Regions from separate parts of the Mus musculus genome. Here all the other regions are linked to region 1. A link is a contact called in public Hi-C, HiChIP or PLAC-seq and Micro-C data. All regions are on one chromosome and are shown on one strand. Each heading gives the region's core, a stretch centred on a gene start, on an enhancer-like site or on the middle of the called end of the contact. The rest is flanking DNA. Distances are from core to core; before and after follow the strand shown. Region 1 overlaps Rel (reticuloendotheliosis oncogene). Region 2 holds the start of 0610010F05Rik (RIKEN cDNA 0610010F05 gene). Region 3 has its middle 37 kb from the start of Gm39612. Region 4 overlaps Pus10 (pseudouridylate synthase 10). Region 5 has its middle 4.7 kb from the start of Gm39612.

Evidence for each region. HiChIP or PLAC-seq counts read pairs in DNA pulled down with a chosen protein or histone mark. A called contact is a pair of places that touch in the nucleus more often than the background predicts.
Region 2: a Hi-C map of regulatory T cells shows a contact between it and region 1, with 2.7 times the contacts expected there. The contact joins the promoter of 0610010F05Rik here to the enhancer-like site in region 1. A contact is called at or near these places in 8 of 484 Hi-C or Micro-C datasets (CD4 T cells, the HPC-5 cell line, the N1E-115 cell line and 5 more), 2 of 115 datasets of contacts at active chromatin or transcription factors (the SCID.adh cell line and bone marrow-derived macrophages) and 2 of 9 other capture datasets (adipose tissue and liver).
Region 3: a contact with region 1 is called in a CTCF HiChIP or PLAC-seq map of CD8 T cells, with 11 read pairs. The contact joins two enhancer-like sites. A contact is called at or near these places in 1 of 39 promoter capture datasets (HPC-7-derived erythroid cells), 3 of 15 datasets of contacts at CTCF or cohesin (CD8 T cells, large pre-B cells and pro-B cells), 33 of 484 Hi-C or Micro-C datasets (B cells, CD4 T cells, CD8 T cells and 18 more), 15 of 115 datasets of contacts at active chromatin or transcription factors (the 230-238 cell line, CD4 single positive thymocytes, CD8 T cells and 11 more) and 3 of 9 other capture datasets (adipose tissue, liver and pancreatic islet).
Region 4: a contact with region 1 is called in a Micro-C map of B cells, with 2.2 times the contacts expected there. The contact joins two enhancer-like sites. A contact is called at or near these places in 2 of 39 promoter capture datasets (3T3-L1-derived adipocytes and trophoblast stem cells), 2 of 15 datasets of contacts at CTCF or cohesin (the NIH/3T3 cell line and pro-B cells), 44 of 484 Hi-C or Micro-C datasets (B cells, the C10 cell line, CD4 T cells and 29 more), 10 of 115 datasets of contacts at active chromatin or transcription factors (the 230-238 cell line, CD8 T cells, the HPC-7 cell line and 7 more) and 2 of 9 other capture datasets (adipose tissue and liver).
Region 5: a contact with region 1 is called in an H3K27ac HiChIP or PLAC-seq map of bone marrow-derived dendritic cells, with 2.1 times the contacts expected there. The contact joins two enhancer-like sites. A contact is called at or near these places in 7 of 484 Hi-C or Micro-C datasets (B cells, CD4 T cells, the HPC-5 cell line and 3 more), 8 of 115 datasets of contacts at active chromatin or transcription factors (the 230-238 cell line, CD8 T cells, the HPC-7 cell line and 5 more) and 3 of 9 other capture datasets (adipose tissue, liver and pancreatic islet).

The regions. Positions count from the first base shown.
Region 1 is chr11:23,752,920-23,756,133 of GRCm38.p6, reverse strand. Rel (reticuloendotheliosis oncogene) reads left to right here. Exons shown (of 10, transcript NM_009044.3): 4 at 2,826-2,917. Among named protein-coding and RNA genes, the nearest start is that of Rel, 16 kb to the left of the region's middle. Within about 2 kb of position 1,638, at least 38 of the 459 cell types and tissues checked have an H3K27ac peak or open chromatin away from gene starts, as enhancers often do. A contact at or near this core is called in B cells, CD8 T cells, Th1 cells and 6 more, where this site is marked.
Region 2 is chr11:23,631,962-23,635,175 of GRCm38.p6, reverse strand. 0610010F05Rik (RIKEN cDNA 0610010F05 gene) reads left to right here and starts at 1,545. Exons shown (of 22, transcript NM_027860.3): 1 at 1,545-1,683.
Region 3 is chr11:23,854,746-23,857,959 of GRCm38.p6, reverse strand. No RefSeq gene overlaps it. Among named protein-coding and RNA genes, the nearest start is that of Gm39612, 37 kb to the right of the region's middle. Within about 2 kb of position 1,444, at least 47 of the 459 cell types and tissues checked have an H3K27ac peak or open chromatin away from gene starts, as enhancers often do. A contact at or near this core is called in CD8 T cells, Th1 cells and regulatory T cells, where this site is marked.
Region 4 is chr11:23,681,151-23,684,364 of GRCm38.p6, reverse strand. The region is part of intron 4 of Pus10 (pseudouridylate synthase 10); the gene reads right to left. Among named protein-coding and RNA genes, the nearest start is that of Pus10, 17 kb to the right of the region's middle. Within about 2 kb of position 1,529, at least 21 of the 459 cell types and tissues checked have an H3K27ac peak or open chromatin away from gene starts, as enhancers often do. A contact at or near this core is called in B cells, bone marrow-derived macrophages, centroblasts and 2 more, where this site is marked.
Region 5 is chr11:23,822,001-23,825,214 of GRCm38.p6, reverse strand. No RefSeq gene overlaps it. Among named protein-coding and RNA genes, the nearest start is that of Gm39612, 4.7 kb to the right of the region's middle. Within about 2 kb of position 1,779, at least 50 of the 459 cell types and tissues checked have an H3K27ac peak or open chromatin away from gene starts, as enhancers often do. A contact at or near this core is called in B cells, CD8 T cells, bone marrow-derived dendritic cells and 1 more, where this site is marked.

The sequences.
Region 1 (3,214 bases), core at 389-2,888:
GAGGATTGAACGTAAGACTTTATACATGTTAGGCTAGAAATCTGCCAACATATCCACCACTTCTTATTTTTTAACTTTTGACTGTTTTGAGACAGAATCTCACTGTGTAGCTCAGCTTAGCTTCCAACGTGTAGTGATCCTCCTTCCTCAGCCTCCAGAGCACCGGGGTTATAAGTAAGCATGCATTACCATGTCTGGATAGGTATACCTCTTTATATTGTTGAAAGTAAGAAAACATATGTTGTGATTAATCTCTTCGTTCTGTATGTTCTACAAAATAATTGTGACTATCCTGTAATACACAGACATAATCTCCAAAAAGTTCTTCTTATTAATAGTAATGACACAAAACACAAAAAGCCCTAGAAGTACACACTTGACAAGAAATCTTAACGCCTGCATGTCTTGATCTTCCAGCAGTGTTTCAAACTTTCAGTCAGTCATTTGTGTCTTGAATACTCTTTCTTGATTTCTGTGAAGACAAACTTGTTGTAACCTGTAGTTTTCTGGCTGTTGTTCGATGGCCCCTGGTTTTTATCTTTTGTCCCACTCTAGTGATATATATATATATATTAGTTGTTGGGGTTTTTGTTTGTTTGTTCGTTTTTGAAACAGGGTTTCCTCTGTATAGCCCTAGATGTCCTGGAACTTACTCTTTAGACCAAGTTGGTCTTGAACTCAGAGATCTACCTGCCTTTGCCTCCCAAGTACTAGGTCTAAAGGTGTATGCCTCCACTGTCCAGCTTAGTGCCTCTGATCTTATACTGCAGTCAGGAGAGTGTTCCTTCAGTCTCTGTTCACAGTGTTCTTTCAGAGAGATGTGATTTACTTAGTTCACAAGACTTGAGCTAGCAGGGTTGTTGTTTGTTTGTTTGTTTTTAAATTCTAGTAGTATCATAGGCCTTGTAAGCCCTTTGGACTCTTATGTCCTACTCAGTGGCAGGAAAACATCCACAAAAGATATGTGAGTGAATGAACATGCATGTGTTCCAATACAAACTTTATTTGCAAAATGAGCAGTATGCTGAATTTGGCCCATGATTTAGAGTTTGCCAACCGTCCATTCCAGACACTAAGTTCCATGAAGAGAGGAAAATGTATCTCCATTCCCTTTGGGAGTTTTAGTGCACAATTGGAACTCCAGAACGTGTTGAATGACTATGAAAAAGTACATTGAGTGAATGATCAGACGCCCCATGATTCTTAGCTTCCTTAAGTCAGTGCTTTCGCCTCTTTCCCTTCTTTCCTTTCTTTAGTACTGGGCTGATTCCAGGGTATGATGTGCTAGACAGGTACCACACTACTGAGCTAACCCTCTGTGCATACCCGATGAGGTTATTCAGATGAAAGAAAACCAAGTCGTGTATGTTAGGGTGAAGAATTATTTTGTTGCAGGATTTCAAGAAAGGATTAAGAATTGACAATTTATTTTTTGTTATTGGAGGAGGAGGAGGAAGGAAGTGGCAAAGTTATTTTAGGTGCTAATGAAGTCACAGGTGTGAGTGCCAAGCATGAAGCATGAACATACAGTAATAGGAACATGGAGTAAGGCAAACCAGGCAGCCTCTGGCTGCAAGTGCCAAGTGAAGTTTGAAGAAACAGTGATGTTCTTATCATTTGAGTTTTGCTTCCTTATTCACACCCACCCATCTCAGATGATGTCATGGTTTTTCCATGTGGGAACAAGTATGACTGGATGGTGGTAGGGGAGTTCCCCCATCATCATTTGTATTACACATATGCAAATGAGTAATATTTGTAGCTATTGAGAAGTTTTCCATAAATGACCCTTTGAAACTGTTGCTAAATATTGTTAGTATTAACCCTCTCTAATAAAAATACTTCATTTCCTATATTGTAATCATATAACATGGCATAAAGTGTATTCTGTTGTCAATGAAAAAAATTGAGGCCAGGCTAAAGTACACAGCAAGACCTTGTACAGCTGTGTTTTCATATATTTCATGGTACATTTTTTAGTGATGAGCTAGGCAGGCATCATAACTGAGCAGAGGGAATCAAATATAAGAAGGCTAGCCCGGTTCCTCATCAGAGTGGATAACTGTGTGTAAGTGGGGTTACAGGTGCTCAGCTCTAACAGATTGTCTCTGTGCCCAAGGAGTGCTAGCAAACCTCTGAAATGTTCATGAAACCAGAAGAGCTGATGCTCAGCTCTGATCACCTCACTCTTAAGTTTGGTAATGTATATATATAATTTTTAAAATGCACTAGCCACTTCTATACATTTTTTAAAAATACATAGGTTAACACTGCTATAAGTTTAGCAAAACATACCTGCATATTTCAGGGTCCAGCTGTCTTTGTACCTTTTGATACACCAATTTTAGTAAATTGATCATGAGTTTGTTTGGAAGGTGAAACTTTGCTTCTTGATGGTTTTGTTTGTTTTACTTGTAATGTTTATCTACCTTGGTATATTTGACTAAGCCTATTGGCAAAATGTAATTATAAAATAGTATATTTGACAGTTATATAATACTCTATATACTTTTTTAGTTTGGGACAGGTTTTCCCATAATCCAGGGTAGCCTAAAAGTTGCTAGGTAACCAAGGTACCACTTGCCTCCATCTCCTAGTGCTAGAATTAAAGGCATGTCACCATGTGCTCTATTTTTCTATTAACAATTCTCTTAGGCAGGCCTATGTTTGTTTCTCTTGTATCTTCTTTATTATCACAGTCAGAAACAGGATCTGTGACCTAGAGGTTGGTGTGGCAGAGAGCTGACTTTCTGAGTATGTTTGATTTTTGTCATACTTTTGTTTAACTATGATGTGATTTTGAAAGTTTCATTTTTTGCTTTTAGTTTTCAAAATTTGGGTATTCGGTGTGTAAAGAAAAAGGAAGTGAAAGAAGCTATTATTTTAAGGATTAGTGCAGGAATCAATCCTTTCAATGGTAAGTGCTTTGTTATAATTTCTACTATTTGTATTATCAGTGGACTGTGATTTCTATTTATAGTATAATTCTACTTGTTGACTTGTATTTAAGTGGAAGCCTCCCCTCCCTTGTTGTTTATTTTGACGTGAGGTCTTTATATGTAGCTCTGGCTGCTCTGTTACTCACTACGTACTCCAGATTGGCCATGAACTCCTAGCAATCCATCCTCATTGGCCCCCAGGTTCTGGGATTGTAGATGTGAGCCACCATGCTCAGCTAAAACAGAAAACCCCAAAACTGAAACCTTCTCCAAGT
Region 2 (3,214 bases), core at 296-2,795, 120 kb after region 1:
AGCCGGGCATGGTGGCGCACACCTTTAATCTCACCACTCGGGAGGCAGAGGCAGGTGGATTTCTGAGTTCGAGGCCAGCCTGGTCTACAGAGTGAGTTCCAGGACAGCCAGGGCTATAAAGAGAAACCCTGTCTCGAAAAACCAAAAAAAAAAAAAAGAAAAGAAAAGAAAAAGTAATTGTATAACCTTCGTAGTGTGCCATGTTGATTAAAGTAGATAACAGATGCATACCTGGCATATATAAATGTTCCATGGATGATAGGCTTCCTTTACTGCATGCATTAATTTGACAAATGAGCCCTTCACAAGTCTGGTTACAAAAACCTGGGCATCACGAAGCATTCATAAAGCAGAAACCGTGGCTTATCTGCTGCCACACTTATCTGACTTGGAGGTCGAAAGCTCTATGTGCAGCCACTGAAGTTCAAGCTGAATGTGAACACATGTTCTCCTGAGAGCAAGACAGGGACCATTCGCTCCCAGCAGGAAGCCTGAGCCTGCGAAATGATCCAAGTGCTTCTCTCACCGTGCTACTCGGAGCTTCGCTGAGGTCTGAGGCCCATTATCAAATGTGGAAGCCTCATTCCTTGGGCATAATTTGGACTCTACCTGCACATTGAGACCACCTCCCCCCAGTGGGAAGGGAGATCTATTTGAGTGGTAGGAGGAAAGCCTTGGCAGATAAGGCGATTGAAGAGAAAACAATAAACAACAACAAAAAACAAACAAACGTTCAACTTCCTCTGGGAAACAAAAAAGAAATGAAGATTTGATCGAAACCATAACATTGAGAGTTACTTATATTCTTTTTGATATACAGCTTACACTGAATACATTGCTCGTTCTCACTGTCTCTGTCTCTGTCTCTGTCTCTCTCTCTCTCTGTCTCTCTCTCTCTCTCTCTCTCTCTCTCTGTCTCTGTCTCTCTCTGCTTGCAAACAGGTTTATTAGTGGACACTGTTTTAGTTTAATCTTGCCAGAACCATGGAGTGATTGCCAACGAAAACTCACATCTGGCCACTAATACATTTCCATCAGTGCTCTAAGACTGAACATCAATCAGCCTTCCAAGTTTAACACTGGAACATTTGCCACACTATATCTGAGAAGTCGCCAGCTTTTCAGTTTACAGTATGTTTCTAAGTCCCAGCCAACGCCCTATCCAATCATATATTTTTTCTGTTGAACCTAAGCAGCTTATAGCAAAATGAGTGACAGGGAAAGATTTATTCTTTTCATTCGAGCTCCCTTTATCTCCCACGTTCAAGATCAAGCGCTGAGGACCTAGTCGCTAAGAGACATGACGCTAAGAGAGTGGGGACGCTGCACTGCGACAGGCCAGAGAGGACGAGCCAGAGAGGGCAGGGTGAAGAGCAGGCTCTGTGCAGCGGTGGGCTGCACTCTGGCACCGCCCGCACCCGCCCACCCGCAGGATCTCGTCGCTCATTGGATGCTCTGCTGCGGCGCTAGCTTGCGATTGGCCCGGGCGCGTCGATCAGGCCCCGCCCCTCGGCGCTCTTGCTGGGCGGCTGGCTAGCGGGCGCAGGCGGGTGCGGCCGCGGCTCGTGAGGCCGCCTCAGCCTGGCGTGTGCGCCGGGTCGCGCCGTTCTGGGCGCGAGCGCGGGCGGTGCTGGCCGCTGCAGGTGACACCGGCGCGGTGAGGGCCGCCGCGGCCCTGTGGAGGTGAGAGAGACGCTGAGAGGCTGGGGCACCCACTCGGAAGCTGGAGTGGGGCGAGGGCCGGGAGCGCCGCTGCCCATCCGGGCGGGCGGACTGGCGGGCGGGCGGGCGGTGCGGGGCCCCGCTGCCCGGAAGCCCGCGGACGCCCGGGCGCTGCCTGCGGCCCCGTCCCGCCGCCGCCCTCGCCTACGCTCTTGGCGACGGAGCCCAGCTTCGGTCGCCGGACTCCGGCCCTCACAGTCCCCGCCAGGCTGCTTTCCGATGCCTTTGTCTGCTCCTCTCCAGCCCGCGCCTCGAGTCGGTGTCCACGCCGCGGAATCCCGGTCCCGAGGACGCGCCGCGCAGGGAGCCTCGGACCCGGGCTTGGAAAGGCTACTTACCCGGGTGGGCAGTGATGTCCGGTCTTTCAGAATCAGAGCCAACCGGCTGGGTCACACGTGTGGATGAGAGTCAGGAAGTCTGTTGTAGATCAGGACTAACAGCCTCCCTCTGCTGTGCCAGAGGCCTTCCACCTGTCCCTGTGACCACCCCCCACCTCCACTCCCTCCTCTGCCTAGGGAAAGATCAAGAGCCCCCTTTTCATTGAAAAATGAAAAGCAGATGCTTGTCCATATGAATAAGCCAAAATAAGGAATAGGTTATGTTCTTTAAAGGTGTAAAATGTTAAAACAATAGAATTTTTATATTTTAGTAAATAATGTTATTTATTTACTAAATATATTATACCTTAAACACTTTTAAAGTATGGTGTCATGCATGAGAGGATAATTTTGAGTTTTAGATATTTTCTTTTGGTCATAGTTTTTTATACGTTTATACCTTTCTCCAGAATGAGATGCATGTGCCAGCTGTTCTAAGACTGTATGTTATTCATACCCTAAAGGAAACATTCTCAGAGATTAGTTTAACTAGAATACACAGTAGTTTTTTTCCCTTGATTGGAAAGATTCAATTGTGTCAACAGAAAAAAAATTCACACCCAAGTTACTTAAATCATCCATTACCACGAATAAATGAGTATTATATTTGAAATATACAAGTTTTTAAGAATTTGATGGAGACATCTTTCTTGTTATTTTAATTAAGTGCTGGGAACTTAGCTCATTTGTGGAGTACACTGCCACCACCACCACCAAAAACAGAAAATAAATTTTAATTAAATATCTGAAAGTTAAAAGTGAAAAAGCAGCACACAAGGGGTCTTTGTCTTGAGTTCTACTTTAAACTGTTTAGTCGCCTTTTCTCCTTTCCAGTGCTGGTTGTCCAACCCAGGGCCTCGCACATCTCCATTCCCATCCTAAACGTCTTCCTAAGGTCCAAACAAATTATAATTAAACACCGCTTTCCAAATCATTTGTCCTCAGGAAAAGGAATGCACACATTACCCATGTAAGCAGAGAACAACATTTTGTTCACTGAAGATTAAGATTCCACATTATTTAATGTGTGTACTTAAATATTCATATAAATTGTAAATCTTCAGCTTGGAGTGGGTTCCAAAAGATACATTGTTTCTTTAAGGCTTTGAGACTTT
Region 3 (3,214 bases), core at 195-2,694, 100 kb before region 1:
ACTGATAATCATAAATGTATTTTAAACAACTCTTGATATACATGTAATTTTACCATTTATTAACGATGAATGCAAATATGCATGCTAATAGGATAGATATGCTTGCTTATGTTTTCTGTAATGAACTAGGCTCTGAAGCTGGTAAGATGGCTCAGTGGATAAAGCACTTGCTGCACGAATGTGAGGGACTGAGTTCAAATCCCAAGACCCAGCTGTAGCAGCATCATATGTCCGCAATGCCAGGACACCAGTGCATTTAAGATGGCTGTAGTTTACTAAAGTGTGCAGTGGGAACACCAATGCCTTTCCTGAAATGAGAGCAGTGTAGTGACTCTCTAGCGTCATTATACTTGGTAGGCACTATGAAGTACTGTACAATCTAATTCATCTCTCTTGTTTCTGTCTTCTAAAAGTAGTGGTTATAATAAAAGGCTCTACTTTTAAAAAGTAGCTCAATGAATCAAAAGAAGAAATCCAACAGTTCCTGGCACTTAGCAGAATCCAACGAATCACGACCAGAGACATATGAAATAACATGGCACTTGATTGACAGTGGACAGCTCCTCTCCAAGAAATCCAGCCCGAGGATCAAGAAAAAAGGCCAACATCCCAGCCACCTCCATCCCAACATAGCCAGCCTAGGCAGTAGAGTGCCACCTCCCATGAGATGCTCTTGCCTTGTGTTGTGAGAATTTTCCCTGGCAAGTTGGAGGTGGGGAACTAGCCAACATCTACTTCCTCTCCACCTCACAAGGTCCCAATGACAAACTAGGGTAGAGCTCTGCCAAGATTCACTCTGGAAGAGCTGATCATTTAATCCGCTTACGAATGGACTAAGGCATTACAAGCAGGAGAGTAGGTGACTTAAGACAGCCATCCTGGAATCCGTGCAGGAAGTGTGCATGACTCTTCTGCCATGCCCAGCACCTCCCTGAGGCCACATGTAATTGGGGAGGAATTGCAATCAATTGGTTGGTAAGGATCCCATGACCCCAACCCCCACACTCAGTCTTCTATGTGGGAACAACGATCAACAGGTCCAGCTGTGATGATCTTTTGCCAAGTAGGCACAGCTGAACTCAGGCAGAGGCTGGCACTCAGCCTGAAGGGTACGCCTGAACACCTTGTCACCCAGCCTTTCAGAAAACAGCTGCTGGATTTGTAGGAAAAAAAGAAAGTAGAACTCATGAATTATTACAAAGTTCACTATCTATATATTACAACGGGTTAGAGAACTTAGCAAACTACCTGTACCAGCCAGCACAGCACCCAGAACGTCCGGCTGAGCCGATGCTTCAACAGAGTTTAACATTCTGCAATGTAAACATCTGTATGTTGACATCCCCACTTCTGATCCAACTAGATCTGTAAGCAGCCACACGTGGGGAGGGTGCCACAGCTTAAAGCCACACCCATACCAGCTGCACCTGTATTCCCCTCCTCCCACCTCTCCTGGGCACGGGGCAAGACTGTCTAACCCTATTTCCAACTCACTTCCTGCTAGAGCTTTATAGCAGTTCAAAGAACTAAGTTCAGGTTCTTTCCAAATAGGTTGGTTTCTTGAAACTCACCAACAAGTCAAACATCAGAAAAGTGGGGATTTCTGAACACCACCCACTTGGATGGTAACTGATATTTAGTAGTTTCAAATATTAAGAAAAGAAAAAAAATTGACCTTGATTAGGCAGTATCTAATCTCCCAGGGCACAGGAAATGAAAGCGAGCAAGTCTGATTTGCAGGAGGCCCTGAGGTTGCACAAAGTAGTGGCTCCCCCAGCAAGGCCCACTCACGGCCTGCCTCCAGCTGAACACCCAGAGGGAAAGCACCATTAAACTCCCTATAAATTCAGCAACCAAACAGTTGTACCATGGTGAGGGGGTGGGGAAAGGGAAGAAGGAAGAGAGGGTATCATAGGTTTGAGAAGGCTATGCTGTTGGGGCCAGAGGGATTCAGTGGTCAACCAGCCTACTTATTCCATATATGTTTAGGATGAATGTTCTGGAAACTAGATAGCATTGGAAGGACCAGTTGAAAGTACTGGATGTGTTTGGCTGGAAAAGTAATCAGAGCTCCACTTTCCATGGATGCTGGAGGGAAGGAGAGGCCCAGAGATGAGGTTGCTGTTATGATCCACCTAAGAGATGTTAGAGGAAACCAAGCTGGCAAAACAAGTTTTGAGAGATTTTGAGGGGGTGGGAGGGAGGATGGGCTCTGCCATCAAAATACATGATGGGAAGAGTGGAAGATGATGCACACCTTTCTTAGGCAAACACTGCCATCACTGAGCAACTGTGAGAACAGCAGAGGAGGCTGGGAAGCAAGGCTCCTGACTTCAGATTAGTAGTGTTGAATCAGCGCTGTCTGGCACCCCCATGTGGTCATCCGTGACAGGTCAGGAGAAATGCTGCTGCAGAGCGGCTAGATTTCAGCACCAGTCACCATCCTTCCAGATCACTGTGGGGATTCCCAGCTCCAGGAACAGGCTTCTGCAGAAGAAATTCTTGGCTGGTTGAACCCTTACTGCAACCCACAGCCAAAGTGGGTTTACCTAATTGGCCATTTGGGGGATGACATCAGAGCATGCACAGACCTGCCCCTGGCCTTTCTCTTTAGATCTTTCTGGTCATGCCCTCAGTGGACTGTGGAGCAAGCCCACTTGAAGCTGACCCAAAATCATGTCTCTGATCAAGTCTCTTCTCAATAGTTGGATGTGAATCTTTGCCTCCTGCAAACTGAGGGGCAAAAAAAGAAAAAGTTAAAGTCTTGATCACCAGATTGCTAGCCCCCACGTTAGCATATGCTAGCTAATTTGCTGTACTTTCTCCCTCCTCAGCATTCTGAGCAGGTGGCTAGGCCTATTCTGTCTAACACAAGGTCAAAGCAGGGGCTACGGATTCCTGGGGGGCAGGGCGAGGTGGGGGGTACTGTGAGAGGATGGAGAGACTTGCCCCTGGAGCTGAGAGAGAAAATATCAGCCAAGTGTCCAAGGGCTAGGATCCGGGTGCTATTGTGTCACTGCAGCCTTAAAGAGCACAGCAGTAGACACAGTTAGGAGGGCTGACCCAGGGTCAAGCAGAAAATGCCTTTGCTCTAATCATCAAGGCTATTGACCTGTGAACCTGGACTCAACCGGACCAGGGAACATCTCTGCAGCCCTCAGTGAGAACCAAAGCTCAATGGATTTGCCTAAGCAGAGATCCCAGAGAGAGCCTT
Region 4 (3,214 bases), core at 280-2,779, 72 kb after region 1:
CTATTCCACAGCAGATCCAACCAGTCAGTTCCCACCAAGTAATCCCTGTTTTCTTTCTATAAGGCAATCACTTAAAATGGGAGAAAATGAGAGGGCTCATTGCCTAAGGGGGTGGACTAACTGTGCAGAGCACTCAATCCCACCTCAGGCAAGTTAAAGCTGCTTGTAACTCCAGCTTCAGGGGATCCGACCTCCAGCCTCTACAGAAACCCACACTTGTGTGCACATATGCATGATTAACAAAGTAAGAATAGGGCCAGTCATGGTGGCACAGGCCTTTAATCCCAACACACAACAGGTAGCGAGACAGGAATATCTCTGAGTTCTAGGCCAGCAAGGGCTACACAGTAAGACCGTGCATCAAGCCAAACAAATAAATAAAGATCTTTAAGATGTGAGAAAGGGACTGGAGAGATAGTTCAGTGGTCAGGTGTATATGGCTGGTCTTCCAGAGGACCTGTGTTCAATTCCCAGTGGCAGCTCACAACTCCAGTTGTGACTCCAGTCCCTATGACGTCCATAGGCACCATAGCAGGCACATGTGGATGCCAGGGGTCAGCCTGGGCACTGCTCCTCAGAAGCTTCCCACTTGTTCCTTTGAGACACACTCTCTAGTTGAGACCTGGGACTCGGTAATTAGACTAAGCTGACTGGCCAGCAGGCTCTGGAAACCCTCTTGTCTCCTCCACCTCCCCAGTGCTGATATGACAAGCTCACTTTATCCAGTGCTCCTGGCTTGGCGTTTGGGTACCAGAGATCTTTTTACATGGCCATGGGGATCGAACTCAGGGCCACAAACTTGAGGGGCAAGCACTTTATTGACTGAGCCATCTCCCACATCTTTAAATTATTTCTCTTGTTAAGATATTACAAGAGCCCTTGTTTTGTTTAAAAACAGACAGAGAGCTAAGGATTCTTTCTCTAACTTTAAAGATATCACAGTTTTTGGAGAAAGTACCAAAGGAGGTGCATCTGCCCTAGAAACAACCCGTGTTTAAAATCTTACCAAATCACAGCGTGGGCAGTATGGCAAGTGGCAATTACAAGCATTCTCTTTGGGATAGGCTAGTTCAGAGTTCAGAGTTCAAATCCTAACTCTACTATTCATCAGTAATGCAATCTTCAGTTTCAATTTCATCACAGAAAAATGAAGACAAAAGCCCAGCCTTCTTTGAGCGCTGTGATGTCTGAGTGAGATTGCCTATACAAATACTCAATAAACAGCAGTGCCTTACATTCATAAGTTTATCTTGCTAAAAAGACATAGTTTATCTCCTAAAAAACATAGTACTCATGTAGCTGTGTTCTATGTGACCTATGCTTTACTGTCACTATGTATGACTCAGATACAATTGTGACAGAATTACTAAATCTAAAGCAAAGCGATATTATTCAAAACAAAATTAAAAAAAAATAAAAGATGGTTGACATGACATTTCTGTCATTCAAATCAGAAATAGGAAGAGCCTAAATTAGAAGTTCCTTTTTTTCTGAAACTTAGTGCACGAGGCTACAGTCCTAAAAGTTAATGTACCCGAAAACCATATCATAAGGCTCTCCACAGCTGGCAAGTGGCCGTGTGCTAATGTGGTACCTCCAACAGAGACACGTTTAAGGGATTTGCTTCTTCATGCTTTCCTTTAAATTCTATACACCGCTGATTCCAACTATAAGTTCTAAAGATGCTGTGTGATGAATCACAGGTATAGAAACATGCAAATCAAAACAGGAGACTTCACTGTTTTTAATGCAGCCTATGCATACATTCACACAGTGAAAAACCATAGCAACCAACCTCTTCCTTCTTGCTCTTTCTCCACCTATACCAGCTGGAGGCAGGCCAGTAAAAAAGGCAAGCTAGAAAATAAATATATGTCTTTAATCATTTAAAGCACATGCTTGACTATGCTTTCAACTGCATTCCTGGATCCAATATACAGTACATTTCCATGGTGGTCCGGCCCTACTTAACCACTGCTGGAATTAGTACAAAGTATAATACATGTGTAAGAAAACACCCTAGTGAAGCCTAGGGCTCTGTATACTTAACATGAATTATAAAAACAATGTGAGTAGTTAAGAAAGTTATTCTGTAACTAAAATGATCAGGTAAAGTCAAATACACAAAATTTACAGGTTGAAGAGATAACATGGCTTTACAAAGTGTTATGAAAAGAGCAGGAAAACACATTCAAATTCCCATAAACATAAGATGGGACGTCATTTGATCTCTATGAGCTCAGGGCTTTCTTTTTCAAATGAAGATGTGATGGCTAGGCAAGTGGTCACCATCCTTAAGGATGGAAAAAACTTACCTTTTTGCCGATGCACACACTAGGGCTACATTAAACTTGAAGAGGGCCACTGAAAAAGTTCAACAGGTACAGGCACTTGTCTCTAAACATAATGGCCAGAATTCAATCCCCAGGGCCCACATGGTAGGAGAGAGCCAACTCCCAGAAGTTGCCTTCTGACCAGTACATATGCACTATGTCATGCACACATGTACACTCATACATGATGAATAAATAAATAAATGTATGTCATACGAATTTTAAAACAATTGGCAGATGGCTTGGAGGGTAAACGTTTACTGTGCAAGCCTGGCAAAGTGGGATGGATCCCTGGAGCCTATATAAAGGCAGGAGAAAACTGATGTTACAGTTGTCCTCAGACCTCCACACACTGTGGCATGGGCTCCCTCCCCCAATACAGAACACACACATACACAGGAACACTGAGAATTTTCAAATCATTTAAAGAGTGACCATCGAAGGTCACTTTTTATGTGCTAAGGTCAGGAACTCACAGACTTTCTTGCAGTCATTCTCAAAAGGTAAGAACGGGTTTGCACCTGGAGAGGTGTTCTCTCCAGGGCTGTGATAAATCACAACAATGTACACATAACTATCATCCTTTAAATTCAATGCCAGGAAAAGCTAGGGAGCCCTGTTCTACGTGACTAGGAAGGTGTCTTCAAGCCCTATGAGTCCATGACTCTTATTTGTGTGTGCATGGGCATTGTGCATGCCATGGTGTGCATGCTGAGGTCAGAAGACAATTTGTGAGCACTGGTTCTCTCTTTTCCACCATGTGGGTCCAAGGAACTGAGCTCGGAGCTTTGGACTTGGGGACTCGTGTTAACTTGATGAGTCACCTCACTGGCTTTTCCATGTCTCTTAAAAGTGCAAAATTGCATATGCTGGAAACCTCT
Region 5 (3,214 bases), core at 530-3,029, 69 kb before region 1:
ACCTTGGTATTTGTTGCTTCTGTTCATATACTTGCCTCCTGCCATCTGATTATCTCAAGTGCTTACTGCCCTCAATATATCTGATTGGAGCCTGTCCTTCCTATAATCCAGGTTGATTCAGGACTCCCCAGAGTCCAGCTTTCTCTGGGATCCTGTGATTCTGGGATCCTGTGAACCTGAGATTCTGGGTGTGTCAGAGTTCTTGGCAATCAAGCTACCTCTGAGACACTGAGACCCTGGTGTGACCAAGCTCCTGGTATCCTGGCATCCTAAGATCCTGGGCGTGTTACAGCGCCTGAAAATGGTGTCTCCTCTGGTATGTTCGAAACCAAGGTGTAACAGCACCTATCAGAAGGAACCTGAGCCACTGGTCAGGCAGGGCTCCCTTGTCCTTGCTCCTGCTGTCACAGGCCCATCACAATTGGTTTGGAATAGATGTTGTGTTCCACTCACCAGTGATCCTAAGATCCTGTACATGCTAGGGCACCTCCAGCATGGAGAGTCCTCTGGGGACCGTGGGAATCATCCACTGAGTTCATGCCCAAGATGGCCCAGAGCTGGCGCCGACCTGAAGGAGCTGAATACTAATTAATCAACTGATTATTATCATTTACAGTTATCTATAATCTACTAACAGAGAAAATGGCAATTCTTTACTAATTATCTGTTGCTAGACCTCTTGGCACTTCAATTGCAATATCTCTAAGTGAAGATAATAATGGCCACACACACACTTGGTGATGTAGTTCAGTTATAGAACACTTGTGTGGTTTGCACAAAGCACTGAGTTTGATTTCCTGCAGGGAAGAAAATGACACTGGCTTTATGTAATTATTCATTATGAGAGTAATTTCTCTCCATCCTCTTCCTCTCTGCTTTCCCACCCTTAGACCTCAGCTTTCTCTAATGTGGAACCGCCTCTTCTTGCACTTGGATTATACCTTAAATGATACTTTTCTAGAACCATCTCAGTCCTGGTATCACAAGATAAAGGTCTGTACCTGTGTTCCTGCCATACCTTAATTGTCTTATCCAGCTTTTATCACACAGAATTGTAGATACCAGAGCATAGAGTTTGTGTCTATTGTCCAATTGCAGGGTTCAGTTTTTTTTTTTTTTTTTTTTTTTAAAGATTTATTTATTATTATATGTAAGTACACTGTAGCTGTCTTCAGACACTCCAGAAGAGGGCGCCAGATCTTGTTACGGATGGTTATGAGCCACCATGTGGTTGCTGGGATTTGAACTCTGGACCTTCGGAAGAGCAGTCGGGTGCTCTTACCCACTGAGCCATCTCACCAGCCCCAGGGTTCAGTTTTGATAAACATTGATCGAATTAAAGAATGAGTTGATGAATGGAAGACATAGCTTACTAATGCCAACTGGATCAATGGTGGAAATTCCTTCAACCATATCAGTGGGGCAGGTATGAAACTATACTTACCCTCAAAAGGATATCTGCCTTTAGAAACATAGGTATTGGGCCCAACTGTTACATACTTCTCTTTTAAAAATAATGACATTTAATGACAACAGCTCAAAAACTAGTTTCTTTTTAACTGCATTTCTATATATACAGTAGTAACATGTATCAGGATAATAATACCAAGAAGTTTCTTTAGGTGTCTTTTCTCCTTCTTCTCCTTCTCCTCCTTCTCCTTCTGATTTAGCCGAGCACAAACAGGAAGGGGAAACAGGAACTGAATCCCCTAGCACATAGTCATGTGCTTCTGTTTCTCAGAGCCTTGGTTACAGTGAAGAGGTAAATGACATTTAGATATAAAGCTAGTGACTTCAAATCTCAGTCCCTGGTGAAATAGGGTATTTCCATGAGGTGATCACTGCTCTAAATATGTCAATAATTGTCGTCCTTCTGCTGAACAGAGAGCTCCAGCACAAAGGACTTTCCCTAGGAGTCCTGGCTCAGCCATTTCCCCGCCCCTGGGTAGTGTTTAATGCATGGTATTTGTGAGATGCTCAAAATTAACTTGTCCTCTGCAAGGCATCATTCCAAGGCATAATGGAAGAGAGTCATGATATCCATCCAGAGGGACCAAGGCACACAGACAAATCTCACCAGAGGCATAGAGTTATATAAGAGAGCTAGACCACATTCACCAAAGATGACTGGACATGCCAAGAACCAGCAGAGAATGAAAGAGGTGGGCAGAGTGGAGTTCTCTTCAGTGCAACAGGGGAGCCAAGGAAAATGAGGCAGGAGATTGTCAGTGATGGAGGGTAGGGAGAATTCATTTGTAAGAAGGAAAAGAGGCAAAAGGATAGGGTTAATGTGTATGTCAGGAGGTGGAGGGTTGCCAAAAGAAGAAACAAATCAGGATGGAGGGGTAAACTTAGGGAAGATAGAAGTTTTCTTTCCTCCAAGGGTATAGACAGATTTTAGGAGGAGAAGTGTCAGGAGTTCCTCTTGGAGATGGACATGCTGGGACAACTGTCCACACTTAGGCTTGGAGGAAGTTAGAGGCTTTGTGGGGCTCTGGCTTCAGCATCTGTAGAACACAGTTGATGGTACTGGCCTAGAAAATGAAGTGTATATATCACACTGGACTGGTGCTTATGGCTGTAACATCATTGATAGCAATGAGAATTACTATTGTTACTAAGGAAAGCAAAAACCAAGGGATCTACAGGAGGTAAATGGGGAGAAGATGGTTTAGGGCCTGGAGGATGCTGGCTACCAAAGGACTGTGAAGGAGAGAATCAGAAGGTGACTAGAGGGGAAGCTAAGAACAATGAAAAAGACTAGCTAGGGCCAGAGAGCAGGGAAGGTGGGGCCCACCATTCCATCAACAGCTTATCAGTACTCAAACCTCTGAAGGGAATGGTTGATTGCTTTAGTTCTAGAGACACTGATGGAGGACCCTGTTATTCAAAGACTGCTGCCAAGCATAGGGGCATATTACTCATGAAGGAAGAGCCAGCTACATGATGATCGATGGTTTATATGGGATTCTCCAGTGCAGAATACCTTGAGACTGCCATCATGCCCTGCCTGCTGATCCTTTCACTTGATGACTTGCGTGGTCAGCTGATCTGCAGTGAAAGGGGGTATCTTAGAACGGAGACACTCAACCTCAGTGCTTTGGCACAGAAGCCAAATAATCACTTGCTGGAAGGGCCTGTCCTGGATATTATGGGCTATTTAACAGCATCTCTGACCTTTGTATACTAAATGCCAATAACAGACCTAACACTC